Regions from separate parts of the Zea mays genome. Here region 2 is linked to region 1. A link is a contact called in public Hi-C data. All regions are on one chromosome and are shown on one strand. Each heading gives the region's core, a stretch centred on a gene start, on an enhancer-like site or on the middle of the called end of the contact. The rest is flanking DNA. Distances are from core to core; before and after follow the strand shown. Region 1 holds the start of LOC100284102. Region 2 holds the start of LOC103638763.

What was found. Hi-C and Micro-C count contacts between places; a contact is called where the count stands out from the background.
Region 2: a Hi-C map of bundle sheath shows a contact between it and region 1, with 4 times the contacts expected there. The contact joins the promoter of LOC103638763 here to the promoter of LOC100284102 in region 1. A contact is called at or near these places in 7 of 25 Hi-C or Micro-C datasets (bundle sheath, ear, endosperm and 3 more).

Annotation. Positions count from the first base shown.
Region 1 is chr9:103,049,097-103,054,255 of Zm-B73-REFERENCE-NAM-5.0, reverse strand. It overlaps LOC100284102, which reads right to left and starts at 2,931. Exons shown (of 1, transcript NM_001157000.2): 1 at 1,676-2,931. The coding sequence starts at 2,803. The coding sequence ends at 1,907.
Region 2 is chr9:103,291,646-103,296,804 of Zm-B73-REFERENCE-NAM-5.0, reverse strand. LOC103638763 reads left to right here and starts at 3,084. Exons shown (of 1, transcript XM_008661582.4): 1 at 3,084-3,916. The coding sequence starts at 3,332. The coding sequence ends at 3,679.

The sequences.
Region 1 (5,159 bases), core at 1,682-4,181:
CAGAAGGAACCCAGTAAAAACAGTGTGCTTGAAGCAATAGCACGCAGACACACTCTCAACATTATATTTGAGCATCAGACCAAAATCACTACAGCAGAAACTGCAGCTTCATGGTTGCAATCAAGGGCACATCACAAACTTTTAATCTAGGAACAATTGGATCTATACCATTAAAAGATCCAAACTTTAGATATATACCATGGACCCCACATGTCATTGACTCATGTGGACCCACATGTAAGTGAGATAGTAATGGTATGGATCCAAAGTGGTGATCTTTTAATGGTATGGATCCAAATTTCCCTTTAATCTAAATGAAAAAAGATATGAAGAATCTTATAACCAAAAAAAAACTACCAGTTAGTAACCCAATGAGCCTATGCACAAAACCGAAGGCGCCCTTCAGAAGCTGGATAAACAGTAGTGCACCTCAAGCTCATCCCATGGAGACTTTAGCACCACCACTCAAGCCCAAATCGTTGTGCATGCACAGCTCAGAAAGACAAGCGAGCAGGATGGACGATTCTACTGTAGCATGATTAAAAACAGCATCAGCACTTCAGCTTCAGCAGCATTCGTCAATATTGCATATGCATGGTGGCTGGCGCACTGGCTGGCTGCGCAGTGCACCGTGTTTTGGATACGAACAGCAGCAGAATACGAACAACGGTTGGACCTGCAGACCTGGGCGGTTGCGCACTGGCGGCTCGCTGGAGCAGGCGCACTGCGCACTGGGCGGTTGCGCCTGGACTGCACACTGGCGGCGGCTGTAGGTGGAGGGAGGACCGGAGGAGGGAGGAGGGGGGCGGCGGCGTACCTGGAGGGCGGAGGACGGCCGACGGCGGCAGCGTCTGGCTCTGGCGGCTCCGCGGCTGGTAGTTTGGCGGCTGGAGCAAGCTTGCTGGTTAAAGGCCCATTAAGGCCCAACAACTCATAGACGCATAGAACGTCCGCAGAACGGATAAAACATACAAACGCGCGTTCCGACGTTTAAACGTCGCTTAAACGTCCAAAACGGATGTTCTATACAGTTTTTTTTTTAAACGTACGGACGCTTTAACTCCTAATCACGTTTTAGCGCTTAAACGACGCTTAATCGTCGTTTAAACGACGCTTTAATAACCATGAGGCCAACTTCACATGAAGGTCACCAAAATAATGATAAGAAGGCGCCGCAAGCAGACTGCTGATGCTGAGTGATGAGTAGCACTGAGTAAATTGTTGATGCTGAGTGATATAAGCACTGAGTAAATTTTAAGATAGCATCTATGTTATGCCTTATTGTCAACCCTAAATAGCATATTAGAGAAGAACAATCTCATATTCTAACAAGATTGTTTTTGTCCAGTATTTCGAGATATCCATTGTGAACATTGTGCGACATGCTAGTTACATAACATACAAAAGACAATCATGATCAAAATCAAGTGCACCATTTGCATGAACTACTTAAAATTTGTAAACAATAATCAACTGCTAAACAGTCTTGGCATACTTCACTTGATAAGTTACTTTTCAAAGCACATCAAAACTGGTTCACGCCAATGGACTGGGATGACTAAATTGAGTTCCCAAGCACAGAAAACAAGCATTTACAATGTTGATTCTGTAATTACGTTGAATGCCAAACAAAGTATTAGCCCAGCAGTACAAATATGGTAGTAACTATACCCTCTGAAAAGCAAGGAAGAATTTGATTGAAACAAGATGTATGTACAAATTGTTAAGATAATTGTTCTTACCATTCAACTCTCGAGCACAAAAGCTAAATCCTGAAAAAATCAAGATCATAGAAGTATAATTCTACTGGCATGTAAACATCCTAGCGCCAATTCAATGAGTGAGGTTTCTAACTTCCGTGGAATGATGGAATTGCATCCAAGACATAGCACCAATCAGCCCTAGCTCAAACCTGCATCGGTGCACCCAACTGTGGTGTTGAACCACCAGCAGAATGGCGCCTCGTCCTCCGCTTCTCATACTCAGGGTCATCAGTAGGCAGCTCATACCGGCACACCGGGCACGTGTTCCGGATGGCAAGCCATGGACCAATGCACGCCCCGTGGTAGAAATGCCCACACGGCAGCCCAGTGGTGAGCTCCCCCTGTTCCATCCCTTCCTTGCAAACAGCGCACTCCTGCACAACCTCCTCGCCTCTGACGGCCACCACCTGGAGCCGCTCCACCACTGCAAGCGCCGCCGGCGGGGCGCCGCCCACTTCCACGACGTGCCCCGGCAGCACCTCGAACTCGTCCTCGTCCAGAGGCACCGGGAGCAGCTCCCACCCGACACCGCTCCGGAAGATGCCTTCAAGCTCCGTGTCGCCATCGCCGAAGTCAAACGGAGGCTCATCGGAGAAGATCGAGTCGTCGTCACCGCTGTCGATGCCCTCCATCACGCCCAGCATCTCCCGCTCGTCGAGGAACCCGAACACGTCGGCGTCGGCATCGGCGTCTCCTTCTAGTCCTTGTCCTCCCCCTCCGGCGCCGCCAGCGCCACCGCCGACGCCGAGGGCAGCGTCCGCGATCTCCTCCCACTCGAAGCTAGCGGCGTCATCGAGGCAGCCCCAGAAGGGCGGGGAGCAGGTCAGCGAGGGAGAGAGGTGGCGGAGGTCGGGGTCGGAGTCGAAGGAGATTGGGGACCCCGGGATGTGGGTTAGGGTTTCGGGATCAAACCCCGCGGAAAAGACGTCGCGTGGGCAGGCGAGATCCAACTCGATGGACTCGGAGAAGGAGACGTAGGAGAGGTCTCCGAAACCATCGTCCCCGACGTCGAGAAAGAGCTCGTCGCCGAAGTCCGCCATAGAAGGCGGCGGCACCCGGTTGTGGGGATGGGATTGGATGGGGTGGCGGTGGACTGGTGGTGCGTCCCGTCCGTTGCCGTGTGAGGCGCGGGCGTGGCGTCCCCGTCTCGTGTGTTGGTGTTGGATTTGGCCATTCCTCGCACCAGAAGACGCCTTCCTAAAGCGTTTACGTAAACTTTAAATACGCCTTCCAGTACCGTTTGCATTCACATGAACAAGTCAAATCGTCCGTCACATGCTCCCATCATGGGCCACCCGACCAACCCGACTCAATCCATCCGAAAAAATCTGACCCAACCCGATTCGACCAATGCAACGGGCTAGCATTCGCGCTTCCAATCCACACGTGAGAACTTAGAAAGCTCAACTGGGCTCAAGCACACTTTCGCAGACTGATCTGCTTAGACTTCGGGTGTTGGGGCTTAAAGGGAAACCACACAAAGCTCTGGTGATCCACTCTATTCTATAGTAACCTCCACCTTCTGGATGGATTCAAGTTAATACAGATAGATGCTCGAGAGGTCAGCCAAGACCGGAGGAATCTTTTGAAACTACACAGTGTACATAGATGCTTTGCGCTTTGGTTGGGTAGCGAATTCGCATATCAGGCTGTCGGCGTTTCGACCCCGGGGGTCTCTGGACCGACGAGTAAAATTGTCGCTGCGTGTCCTAGCCCAGATAGGTTGGCACGAGATGAAACACAAGGGGAGAAACGCGGCTCGTGTTATCCTGCGCCAGGGGGATGCGCTTGCAGTAGGGGTTACAAGCGTTCGCGAGAGAGAGGGTGAGCCTGCTCGTCGGCTCGTTCTCCCGCGCGACCCTCCCGCATGGAGGCCCTGGACCTTCCTTTTATAGATGCAAGGAGAGGGTCCAGGTGTACAATGGGGGTGTAGCTATGCGCTAACGTGCCCGGCAAAGAGGTGCATGAGCCCTGTGTACATGCCAACGTGGCTGTCGGAGGGGCGCTAAAGCCCTTTGTACGCGGTAACGTGGTCGTCGGAGGAGCGCTCGAGTCTTGTAGAAGCACAGCTGTCGGGGCTGCTGGGACCTTGCTGACGTCTCTTTGCTTCCGTAGGGGGTTGAGAACCGTCGTCGTCACGGACGCACGCGGGGAGCCATCATTACTCGATTACCGGGGCGAGCCAGATGGGACGCCGGTCTTGTTCCCCGTAGCCTGAGCTAGCTAGGGGTAGGGTAATGATGTATCCCCCATGGTGCGGTTGGTCCGAGCCCAAGATCGGGCGAGGCGGAGACTCCTCCTGAGGCCGAGGCCGGGGTCGAGCGAGGACGTGATTCTTCCCGAGGTCGAGGTAGAGGCCGAGCCCTGGGTCGGGCGAGGCGGAGACCACCTTCCGAGGTCGAGGTTGAGGCCGAGCCCTGGGGTCGGGCGAGGCGGAGTCCTCCTTCCGAGGCCGAGGTTGAGGGCGAGCCCTGTGGTCGGGCGAGGCGAAGACCATCTTTCGAGGCCGAGGCGGGGGCCGAGCCCTGGGGTCGGGCGAGGTGGAGACCTCCTCCTGAGGTCGAGGCCCAAGGTCGGGCGAGGCGGAGTTTCTTGTTGCGCCTGAGGCTGAGCTTAGCTGTTGTTAGCCTCACCCTGGCGGGTGGCACAGCAGTCGGAGAGGGGCGAGCGACGCTGTTTTCCTGTCAGGTCGGTCAGTGGAAGGACGAAGTGATTGCGGTCACTTCGACCTTGCCGACTGAGGCACGTGTGTCAGGATAAGGTGTCAGGCGATCCTCGCATTGAATGTGCCTGTGATACGGTCGGTTGGTGAGGCGATCTGGCCAAGGTTGCTTCACTGCGAAGCCTGCCCGAGCTGGGCTTCGGGCGAGTCGAGGGTGTGCCCGTTGCTTGAGGAGGCCCTCGGGCGAGGCGAGAAGTCATCTGCGACTACTGTTCCCGCCCGAGGCTGGGCTCGGGCGAGGCGAGATCGCGTCCCTTGAGTAGACGAAGCCTTGACCTGAATCGTGCCCATCAGTCTCTGCCGCTTGCGCTGATGGTGGTTACCAGCCGTGTTTAGGAGTGTTGGGGGTACCCCTAATTAAGGTACCCAATAGTAGCCCCCGAGCCTCGAAGGGAGTGTTGGTACTCGCTTGGAGGCTTTGTCGCATTTTTTGTGAGGGGACCGGTGAAAGGGTATTAGGCTTACACCTATTTTCCTAATTAATTTTGGTGGTTGAAATGCCCAACACAAATAATTGGACTAACTAGTTTGCTCTAGTCTATAAGTTCTACAGGTGCCAAATGTTCACAACAAGCCAATAAAAAGACAAAGAAAAGGGTTCAACAAAAAGAGCAAGGGATAACCAAAGTGTGCCCTGGTCTGGCGCACCGGACTGTCCGGTGTGCCACCGGACA
Region 2 (5,159 bases), core at 1,835-4,334, 240 kb before region 1:
TGTAAATGCGAAAGGTAAAGAGCAAGGTAGAGATGCAAACTCTCGTGGATGACGCTGGTATTTTTATTGAGGTATCCAAAACCACAGAAGGTTGTGACTAATCCTCGTTGGTGCCCCTACACAAAGAAAAGCCCACGCGAGGGCCAAGCACCACGGTCGAGTAACTCTGTTGAGAGTTGCGGGCCTTCTCCACGCGCAAGTGGTGCTCCGCTTCCGGCTCCTCTCGAACGCTCCTCGTTGTCTCCACTATCGAGCTTCCAGCCGAAACACCGCGGTCCTCGTTCCATCCGGTACACGGTGGCGGCCGTGACACAAACTTGTTTGTCACGGTCTCGCAAGACTCTCGCACCACTCGATACAATTACAACGGCTCGCACAAGAGCCGAGGGATTGTGAGTTTTTCTAAACTCACTCAACTAACTAGGATTCACCTAGAGCAAGCGCTAATGTGGTCTAACTAACCTAAGCACTTCGCAAAGCACCTACGCTAATCATCGAGTGATTCTATTAAGCACTTGGGTGTTTGAGCACTTGGAAATGTCTACAATATGTCTTGGTATGTTGCTTGGGCTCCCACACCTTCAAATGGTCGGTTGGCTGAAGTATATATAGGCCCCCTAATTCAAATATAGCCGTTGGAGGAAAGTTGTACCTCTCTGCGACACACCAGACAGTCCGGTGTGCCACTAGCCGTTGGATCTATCAGGTGACCGTTGGCGCTGTCAGCCTTGCACCGGACAGTTCGGTGTCTCACCGGACAGTCCGGGCTCTACTGCACAGTGCCACCAAGAACTAGTCGTTGGGCTACTATTCGCTAGTGCACCGGATAGTTCTATGTGCCACCAAACGGTCCGCTAGTGGCAACACTTTTCTTCATTTCTTGGACTTTGCTTGATACTTGTTGATCTTCACCTATGGTCTTCATAATGTCTTCTTTTGAGGTGTTGCTTCCTTAATGCCTTAGTCCAATTTACTTTAGCATCCTGTGAACTACAAACATAAACACTAGCAAACACATTAGTCCACATGTTATGTTGATCATCAAACACCAAAATCACTTAGCCAAATGGCCCGGGGTCCATTTTTCTTGCATTGAATAATTTGGTATATGTTTCCTTTTGCTTTTGGAATCATTCAGTTATGGTTCCATTGTAATGATCATTTAGTTAGCTTCTACATTAGATGTTAATGTTGATCAGTAGAGCAATATATTTTTATGTCGATGATTGTTGCCACTCACTCTCCATTTGGTTTCTTTTCCTTCCATTACACAAAAGCTAATTGGAATCAGCTTGGTCCACCTAACTGTTCTATATAATACTCACTAACTCACCTAACCCTTGATTAGGGTTAAGGGTTTCATCATTTCCAACTGAAAAGAAGATGGTTGCCAATCTGGCATTGTTTCCATATATCTGTGCACCAAAACATGCAAGAAAATGGCTAACCAAAATATATTCGTAGGCGAAGAAACCACCACATGTGGAAAACACAAAATGGGTTTTAGCTCCTACCCTTACCCTAGGAAATGCTACCATTTTTCCACATCACTGCTTTCCAGCTCCAGTAATTAAGTCCAGTGCTACAAATGTCTTTAACTCGAGGGCGATATGCATAGCGATACCTCCACCACCTGGTGTGACGCTTCCAGCTCATAATGCAGTACCATCTGACTTATCAGCCAAGGTATGTATGCCCCGTCCGTTATTGCATAGGAGTGGTTGCAAACTGACAGTTAAAAAAAAGATATTCTGAAGGGTTGAATTTCGGTAGGTATTTTTTAAAATTTTGGCAGAATTCCGCCCTTAAAATCTTGATATTTCTATTTAGAACCTGCCATGTTTAGGCAATAGATGTTTTGTGGTTCATCGATTGCAAGACGATTAAGGCTGAGAAAACGGGTGTGTGTTTGACAGTTGCACAATGAAAAGCAGTATACTGAAACATGGCAACGGAATCTGGCTTGGAATATTGTCCTCTTACAACATATTTTCAGTCTTATACTTCTGCTCCCCTTGTTGTAGGGTACACAAGTGAAGTCCCTTGCAGCAGAGAACACGTCCCTTCGATCTGAAATCGGCAGTCTAAACAGAGCGCTCAGAGAAGCTCATATTAGAGAACTCTGCCTTAATGGTGTAATGAAAATTTTCCTAATGCCTCTCCCTACTATATTCAGGCGATGCCTTTCCTCTGACGAAATAGATCATTTCTTCTCTTGGGTCAGTTTAGTACCTCAAAATACTTTGTAGCCCATTATCTCAACTTAATGTGATTTGTGTTACAACAATCATTTGTTCTGACATATGATTATTGTTAGTACTAATCTTAAGGTACTCGACCTTTTAATTTTGTGGCCGCATCAAAATGGTTGTCCTATACGCTATAACCGGGGGCGAGCCCATGTAGAAGCAAGGGTATTTAATTGAATACCCATTATTTTTTGGCAATAGAATTTATGTGTATACATATTATATCTATGAAGTGAAATATTGTAAAAATATAAAATAACACCATTTTAAAGCTATTTGACTCAAACTTCGCTTTTTGCTGGTCTTTTTCATTTTCCTACCGTGCGACTAGGGATTGGGAGTTGGGACACGAGTATATGGTTTGCAAATCTATAACTACGAGACAAAATTTAATCCACACCCATACACATATATGTTCCTAGCATGAATAACAATTTTAGGCTCCTAAAAAAGTATGTCTACTAGAATTTCGAATACCCATCCTTCAAATACTGGGCACACCCTGTCTATAACATACGGAATAGCTTGTTCCACTACTTGCGTGAAATGTCCCGCGCCTGCCTGATAGGGCGTTTTCTTTTCTAGTAATTGTGAATGGACAGAGTATCTAAACTACCACCGATGATCAGGTGCTAGCCCCGTAGCGGTTTCACCTTCCGTCCAAACCGGCAAACCCGGTGGCGCCCGCCGCGCCGCCCCCTGCTAATCTGCACCCGCCCTCCAGTCAATTCTCCTCTCACTCCTTTCTGCAGCGTGCGCCTGCGGTAGCTATGACTACGACTATGAGGCCATGATGACACACCCCGCAGCACCTGATCATCTCGCCTGACCTGGGGGCTGGGGCATGCAGCAGCCAACTCGGCACAGCAAGCAGGAAGTGGTTTCCTTTCTCCGCTGACCTCCCCCCGCCACTATATATACCTCCCGCTCTCTCCTTCATTCGCCATTATCATTTCCATTCCACCGAAGATCCCAGAAACAAGCCAATAGCCCAATAGGCAATAGCTAGAGGTCTCTTCGTTGCGCTGCTAGTACACATAAAAGCAAGAGCGAGAGCGAGAGAGAGAGAGAAGAAGAAGAAGATGAGGCCGGGGAGAGATGGTGGAGGTGTTTCGGCGAAGCTAACGGGCGGCGCAGGCGGGGCCCCGCCGAGCCTATGGAAGACGCCGACCCCATACGTCTTCCTAGGCCTGGCCTTCATGATGTGCGTCATCGCGACGGCTCTGCTCGTGCTCATCTGCACGCGCAAGAAGGCGTCGTCCTCGCGGCGGCGGGATGATGGGGCGGCCGACGAGAGGGCGGCGCTCGCGCCGCTGGACCGCGAGCCCAAGGTCGTCGTCTTCATGCCCGGCGACCGCGCGCAGCCGTCCTTCCTCGCCAGCGTCAAGCCGCTCGGCGGCGGCGGTGATGATGGCACGGCGGCAGCGTAGCCGCCAGAGGGGGAGAGAGGAGGACAAAAGAGGCCAGCCCCGCGCGCGTCGAACTCGAACCGAGCCGAGCCGAGCCGGCGACGCGGGGACAATTTTGTGGATAGATATTAGATAGTAATAGTATGAGTGTGTATTTTTGAGACGGAGTTTGGTTTGGCTCAAAAGATCCCATGCATCTTCAATAAACGCGTGCGGCCTTTTGGTTTGGCTGCGTGTGCGCGTTCAGGTTGGATCCAATCGATTTGGCTTAGAAGTTAGAACTCTGCACGACTGCTATCTCTTGTGCTGCATCATCGACGACGACCATGCTTTGTTCGTCGGCACACACGCCGTCACAGCGACGAGGAGCCTCGCCGGCGGCAGGTGTTTCAGTAGTGGTAGTGGCAGGTTATTACCGCAAGGGAAACGAATTTGCAGTAGCTAGCTAGATTGGTGCAAAGATGTGCTCCAAATGTAAAAAGGGCGCCCAGGCCCGGCGGCCTGACGACAGCTGAGCTGCACCTGCACGTCGAACCGAGAGGCCGGAATCGCCGCCGGCGTATTCTCGAGGGCGCAGGCTTTTCGTGGCACCCAGATCTGTCGACGGCGAGCCACCGTCAGGCTCATCAATGCAACATCTGATCCGCGTGGCGGTGCATGCGTCGCCGGTATACATGTGTAGTACACGAAGCTGAATAATATTAATAATCGATCGAGCCGAGTACGACCTGCCATTGTAGTATATCAATGCTGGCCGGTCGATTTACATATCGGTTTTTTTTTTCTTCTATAATCAAACTTGTTCGATTATATGTCGTTAAGTACTCTCGAAACATGTAAATCCCCTAGTTAGGTACTCGACCTTGTTCCCTATTTAATTAGGTACTCAAACTTATTTTGTTATGTACTAGTCCTATTCTCTAAAATCGAAAATCACATGCATAGGTCGCAAATTTCTACTCGTGTCTCACAGCCCGTTCAAACAGGTCCGACTTGTACTTCTTTCTATTCGTGTGATATACACCGATCTGTATCGCTCACATGTGAGGTCCATGGTCCATCTCTCCTCCCTCTCCATGAGAAAAAAAAACATGCCAAGACATAGAAAGGATTAGCATGCCAATTGCCAAAGGTGTAAAAAAAAGGTTCACGAAAGAAGAGTGGGCTCAGGTCCACTCGTCTTTGGCGTATCCGTCCGAGCTACCAGCAAGCAGGGCCCACTGAGATCTAGGCCCCTCACCGGGTGAGCAATGCAACAAGCATCCATCGGCATGGATGGCTCGAGCGGGGCCGCGGCGCCGCCACAAACACACACCTGAGCTACCATATCAGCATACCGTACTGGTTGTGCTGTGCAACGGCAGGTAAGGTTGCCGCACAAAAGATCGCGTCGTGCAGAATTGTAAGGCAAATATCGATTGGATCCAATCTGAAGTGTACGAACTGATCGAACGCGCAGCCAAACCAAAAATAAAGGTCCCACGCGTTTCCGGAAGCTGGG